2 separate regions of the Hordeum vulgare genome follow, and region 2 is linked to region 1. Evidence: chromatin contacts called from public Hi-C data. All regions are on one chromosome and are shown on one strand. Each heading gives the region's core, a stretch centred on a gene start, on an enhancer-like site or on the middle of the called end of the contact. The rest is flanking DNA. Distances are from core to core; before and after follow the strand shown.

Region 1 (2,945 bases), core at 361-2,860:
TAACAGACTAAAAGGGTAGAGGCATGCAAATGCTGATAGCCTAATACCATAGTTGCACCTATATACATACATGTATTATTATCTATAAGAAAACATGCATGCTCGTTGAGGAGATTCAAGCTCAATAGGCATTACCGATGTAATATCTATGTGGCAGCTTTGTTAAGTACTCCCTCCGTTCCTAAATATAAGTCTTTTTAGAGATTTTACCGGGAGACTACATATAGACATATTTTAGAGTGTATATTCACTCATTTTGCTTTGTATGTAGTCACTTAGTGAAATCTCTAAAAAGACTTATATTTAGGAACGGAGGGAATATTACATTACAAATTGTATGATAATAGTTAGACAAACTACAAAAACCTTCCTAACGGATAGAAAATTGGATACCACGTCAAGTGGAAAATATGCTAGGCATTTCAGATGAAGCAAGAAGCACTTACTCGGCAAAGGAGATGAGCCCATCGCCGTTTGTGTCGAACAGCATGAAAAACTCAGAAGGAGCACACTGTAGCTCACCAGGGTTGCGCTCCCCTCTGAGTCTTCCTTCCCTGACAACATTAGATTCGGATGGAGGGAAAACGGGAACAATAGCCCTCATCAAGTCCGCAGGTAACATGTAGACTTCGCCCTCCGGGTTCCGGATGGACGCAAAGTACTCAAAGATCTACCAGGAAGAACACCACAATTAGAACAGTATAGTAATCTATTGAATCACAGTGCATGCAGCACGACGTGGTTACCTTCTCAGGAGGGCTGCGCGTCCGAATGCGCTTCTCATAGTTGAAGAACACCCTTCTGCGATACGAGTCTGCAAAGCGAAGCGGAGAAAAAGGACGGTGAGCAATTGCGCCGCTTCCAGGAATCCGTCATGTGAGCGTTAGGATTGAGGAGAAGAAATGGCGAGAATGTTGGCTCGGCACACGATCGGAGGAAGAGCCCTATTCGTCGAGTGGCCGATCCATACGAAAATCGTTTCTCTGTCCTCACAAAACTCAAGAGTAACAGAAACTTGGCTCACAAAATTGCAAACGGAAACTTGCTTCGCAAAATTCCACATGAATTGTTTGACCAGGTTATAAAGCTTTTGCGAATTATACTCCATGCATGGGTGCAGCCGTACGTGAGATCAAAAACGAAGGGCACGCACCTCGGAAGAGGAACCTGCGCTTCTCCTCCTCGGGCTCCTCCACGGCGCCCACGTCCCCAAAGCCCGCCTGCGCCACGGCGAAGTCCCCCTGGCCAGAGTCCGCGAGCGGCTGCGGCGACGGGGGGAGCAGCCAGATCCCCAGCCCCGACCCGGCAGCCAGCGCGGCCGCCGCTGTAGCCCTCGCGTCGCGGCGGGGCGCGGCGCCCTCGGCGGCGGCCGTGGAGAAGGCCCGGAGCCGTCGAACGGCGGATCGGAGGAGCGAGGCGCGGGCCAGCGCGGCCATGGCGGTGGTGGGATTGACGTGCGTTCTCGGAAGGGAAGGGAAGGGGAAGGGAAGGAGAGGAAGCGGCGATGCGGGGGCGCACGGGTGGGACGCGGTGGCCTGGCTGGCCGAAATGTGAGGCAAGGAACGGGAGATTAGCGTGGGGCTAAAAGCTGCCATTATTGGGGCCCCTTTTATGGTCGGTCGCGAGACGACGACCCGACCGGTTTTCTAGCGCCATCGCCTCGACCCATGCGACACGAGCACGACCCAACCAAGTTGCTGCTGCTGCTGCTGCTGCTGCTGCTGCTTTTCCATCGGTTCGTGAGGAAAACAACAGAGGAAATGCTTCTTCTTCCTGCTGCAACTCCTCCGCTTGCTGTGCCGCATCCCGTTTGTGCTTTCTTTGGCTACTAGTACGGCTATCACGTGGCCACCCTCCTCTGATCTGCGCGCCGATGAAGTGGCGTGCTCGCCCATGGAATCGGGTTCGATCTTCAGACATATAGCACGGCATTCACATGCGACGTTCGGAAATTCATCCCCATCGGCAACATGCCAACATGTACGAACGGGGAGAAATTAATTATAATCAGCGGTCGAGGATTGATTGGTAACAATGGGACGACCAAAACACCAAATATTTTCAAAACAGAGCTTCTCATACGAAAAGGAAAAAACACAGTTAAGGCCCTGTTGCAAGAGGATGGATGCAAATGCACCACTAATGAAGAGATGAGTTCTTTGGCAGCTACTTCCTCCATAAACTACTTTAGTGATCTAAATATTTTTATATTAGTTTATAAAGAAAGTACCTTTTATAAAAAAGCTTTTTACATTAGATGGTTCAAATTAGATGGACAGAGTGATGCAGCATATTGAGAGAGAGTTTCTAAGGATATGAATAATAAGTCATCACGGATGATGAAATTGAGCGTGCACTTTTTCAGATGGGGCTCATAAAAGCACTGGGTCCTCATGGACTCCCTTCTCTATTCTACCAACGCCCCGGAAAGTTGGTCAGGGCATGTTCAATGCGTAGCCTCAAGGTGATGCTTCGTATTCCATGTAAGATCGGATGCGAGAAAAAGTAGATTCAGATGAGGAAACAGGATTCTTTGCAGGAGTCACGTGCTTGAAGAGAAAAGGTATGATCCGATGTAAAAAAGTTGAAAATATTAGGATGAAAAGTAGAGATGCATGTGTATTAGAGTCTTTATTTTCTATTTTTTGCTCAGGCCCACTAATGATAGCTTGCATTGGGGAGAAAAAAAATCAACATAAATGCTTCAAACTACTTTTTGTCATGGGACATCTGTATTCATATGTCATCATTGTGCATGCCCTTAGAGGGGATGCATGTAAGGTAATCAGAGATTTTCTGGACGGTTCAGCTACTCAGGACGGTTTTAATGATATTGTTATAGTAATGATTCCAAAGATTAACTCACCGGAGTTAGTTTCTCAGTTTCGACCGATCAGCTAGTGCAACGTGCTTTATAAAATACTTGCAAAGGTGTTAACAAATAG
Region 2 (3,019 bases), core at 14-2,513, 600 kb before region 1:
GTTGCACCTTTTATAGAAAAATCAAAATAAATAATGTTAAGAAAAACAACATCACATGTCCCCTGGTGTGGACCCTACCTTTAAAAACAGAGCCAAAAACCAATTTTAAATGCTCGTTTGAATTATGAAAAAGTGTCAACATGTTCAAATAAATTCCATACTTTTTTGTGGCAGTGCCAATTATTAAATTTCAATTAATGGGCTAAGTCCCCTTTTTTTACCAGTGTATATTATCACAAAAATAAATAATTAACAGAACAAAAAAAGGAAAATAAAACAAAAATAAAAAGGCCTCTCTCGTTGAGCCTGAGTGACCCTGTCGGCCTAGCCCATCTCGCCCGTCGTCTTCCTCCCACTGCTCACAGGGGGAGACGTGGCCGTGGCGATGGCCGCCACCGGCCTCCCCCATTGCCGTGGCACGCATCCAGCGCCCCGCCCCGCGGCGCCTACAAGACCTACCCGTCGACCCCCCGAACCCTAGCCCCCTTCTTTCCCCTCCCTCTCGCGTCGCGCGCCTCTCCCTGCTCAGACTCGCGCAGCCACCGTCATGGCTCCTGGCTAGCCGTGGCCACACGCCCTCTCGTGCTCAGCCAAGGCACCCACAAGCTCCGCGCCAATCTCCTCGTCCTCCACGTGATGTGGATCTACCCTCGAAGGCAACCACGCCGTCGCCATTCTTCTTCTTCCTCCTCGGGTCCGAGGAAGCACCGCCGTCGATTCGTCGTCTGCATTGCACCAGCTCCTCCATCGGGCCTTCCCAGAGATGCCAGTGAACTCCTCTAGCCGCCCCTCTCCCTTAGTGCGCTCCCGTAGCTCCTTTAGTTAGCTGGCCTCGCAACCGAGCTCTGTTCGCCGCCATTGCCGATGTGCTCGTGCCGTGCGTGCGTTTGAGCACCTAAGTGCCACGAGCGTGCTCCAGGACGTCCCCTGCTTCGATTCCCCGTGCTAGATAGGTCGTTTGCGTGCTGGTTTGCTCGCTGCCATTGACGCCTGAAGCTTCTTCCGCCGGCGCCGACGCTGAACTCGCTACAGGCCACCATTGCTCGAACTGAAGCTTGGAACAGATCCACGATGATCTCAGCTCGCTATAGGAGGAAACGACGCTCGATTTGATCAATCCAACGCGAAACCCGAGCCTCGCCCGCTTCTCTGGTGCTCGCGAGAGCTACTCCGGTGCCAAACGCCGGCCGCCGCTGACGTGGTGGGTCGGGGCCACTCGCAGGGTCACTGACCTGCGGGGCCCGCGGTTCTGGTTGACCAGTTGACTTGGTCAACTGGCTGACTGGGCAGCCCTAGTCACTGACAGGTGGGCCACCCCTGCCAGCTGACTAATCCAGTAATTAGATTAAGTTAAATTAATTAAATAACCTAATATGACACTGACACATGGACCCCACTTGCTAATTAAATCAGCTTTTAGAACTAATAAAATATGTTTAACCCTGAGCCTATGGCACGTGGGGTCCATTGGTCAGGTTTGACCAGGTTTGACCAGTCAGCCCCATAGTTGACTGCTGACGTCAATGTGACCTCATGATGACTTCATTTTTCCTTCTCTGTCGAATTTAATAGTTAAAATAATTTTAGAAAATATTTAAAATTTTAAAAATAAATAGAAAAATAAACGTAATTGAGATGAAAATAATTTATACATGAAAGTTGCTTAGAAAAATCCAACAAATCCGAATACGCTACCTGTTCATTTGTCACATGCCTCTAACATGATGAACATGGAACTTTCCTCCCCGTTTTCATTTGTCCGGTACTTGACACAGACCGAGAAAATATCATGTGATATTTTTCCGATCCGTCTATGACGGGTGATACTGTGTTAGTACATGCCTAGCCATGCATATTGCCATGCCATGCATCGTATTTGCACCTGTTGCTGTTATTTATTGTTTCTTCCCCTCTTCTCTCCGGTAGACCCCGAGACTGACGTTGCTGTCGGGTACGACTACCCATCTGACGAGCAACCCTTTGCCGCGGAGCAACAAGGCAAGCAAACCCCCCTTGATCATTCCTATATCGCCTATTCTTTCTCCCTCATGCTTGCATTAGAATTTTGCTACTATTGTAGTTAGCTCCTATATCTGATGCATGTCATGTTTTTGATAAACTGATGCATTATTCTATTTCACCTTAAAACTGCTTAGTATAGGTGGATCAGCCATCCCCTTTGCCCCCTTAGTCCAGTTGCCCCCGCTTTATCGTCAAGTCTCGATCAACTGATCGACGAGCCAAGACCCGACACAACACTCACACACCCCTTAGTTGTACGACGTTGCACAACTACTATCGAGTACCGAGGGTGATACCTTGTTACATACTCCGATGTTAGCGTTGTGGAGTAGTTGACCGGCGGTGGTTCTCGGAGGGTGATTCCTCCTTCACCACCTCCGATAACGACTCTGTCGTACAACCCATCAAGCGTGGTCCACCGAGGGTGATTCATCCCTGACCACCTTGACGGTTACATCATTCGGAATCCATCGAGGGTGATACCTCGGATCCCTCTGATGTTACAACCACATAGTTACTTGACCGTGCTACTGGGAACATGAATGATGTGTTGCGGGTGGATTCCCGCGTGGATGAGATGATGAGTTAATTAAAATGCTAAGGATTTGGGTATTTGATCTGGGTTGGTCGAAGACCTTTTTGCACTAACCGTCTACGTGGGAGAAGTTATGGGTACTCGACGCCGTGGTATCAATCGAAGCTCTTCAGACGTCAGCAATGGAGCGGTGCGCGCCCGAGTGGCCCGGATAAGCATCGTTCTTGTATAAGAGGTGCCAGGACTGACATCGGCCGCCCTCGCATCATGCAGGAGCGCAAAGGGTGATGGGCCCATGACCCCTGCACGCTTAGGATTTAGACCGGCGGGCTGGCCTCTCTGTTGAGCCTAGGTAGCGTTGCGACGTGTTGATGTTCCGAGGCCGGGCATGACCCGGGAAAGTGTGTCCGGCCAGAGTTTATAGAGCGTGACAGGAAACTTGGTGCACCCCTGCAGGGATGA

The links. A called contact is a pair of places that touch in the nucleus more often than the background predicts.
Region 2: a Hi-C map of leaf shows a contact between it and region 1, with 5 times the contacts expected there. The contact joins the enhancer-like site here to the promoter of LOC123403264 in region 1. A contact is called at or near these places in 2 of 6 Hi-C or Micro-C datasets (leaf and seedling).

What each region holds. Positions count from the first base shown.
Region 1 is chr6H:357,952,617-357,955,561 of MorexV3_pseudomolecules_assembly, reverse strand. It overlaps LOC123403264 (calcium uptake protein, mitochondrial-like), which reads right to left and starts at 1,610. Exons shown (of 9, transcript XR_006611443.1): 1 at 1,154-1,610; 2 at 747-814; 3 at 447-670.
Region 2 is chr6H:358,550,020-358,553,038 of MorexV3_pseudomolecules_assembly, reverse strand. No RefSeq gene overlaps it. Among protein-coding and RNA genes, the nearest start is that of LOC123402701, 13 kb to the left of the region's middle. Within about 2 kb of position 1,263, at least 3 of the 3 cell types and tissues checked have open chromatin away from gene starts, as enhancers often do. A contact at or near this core is called in leaf and seedling, where this site is marked.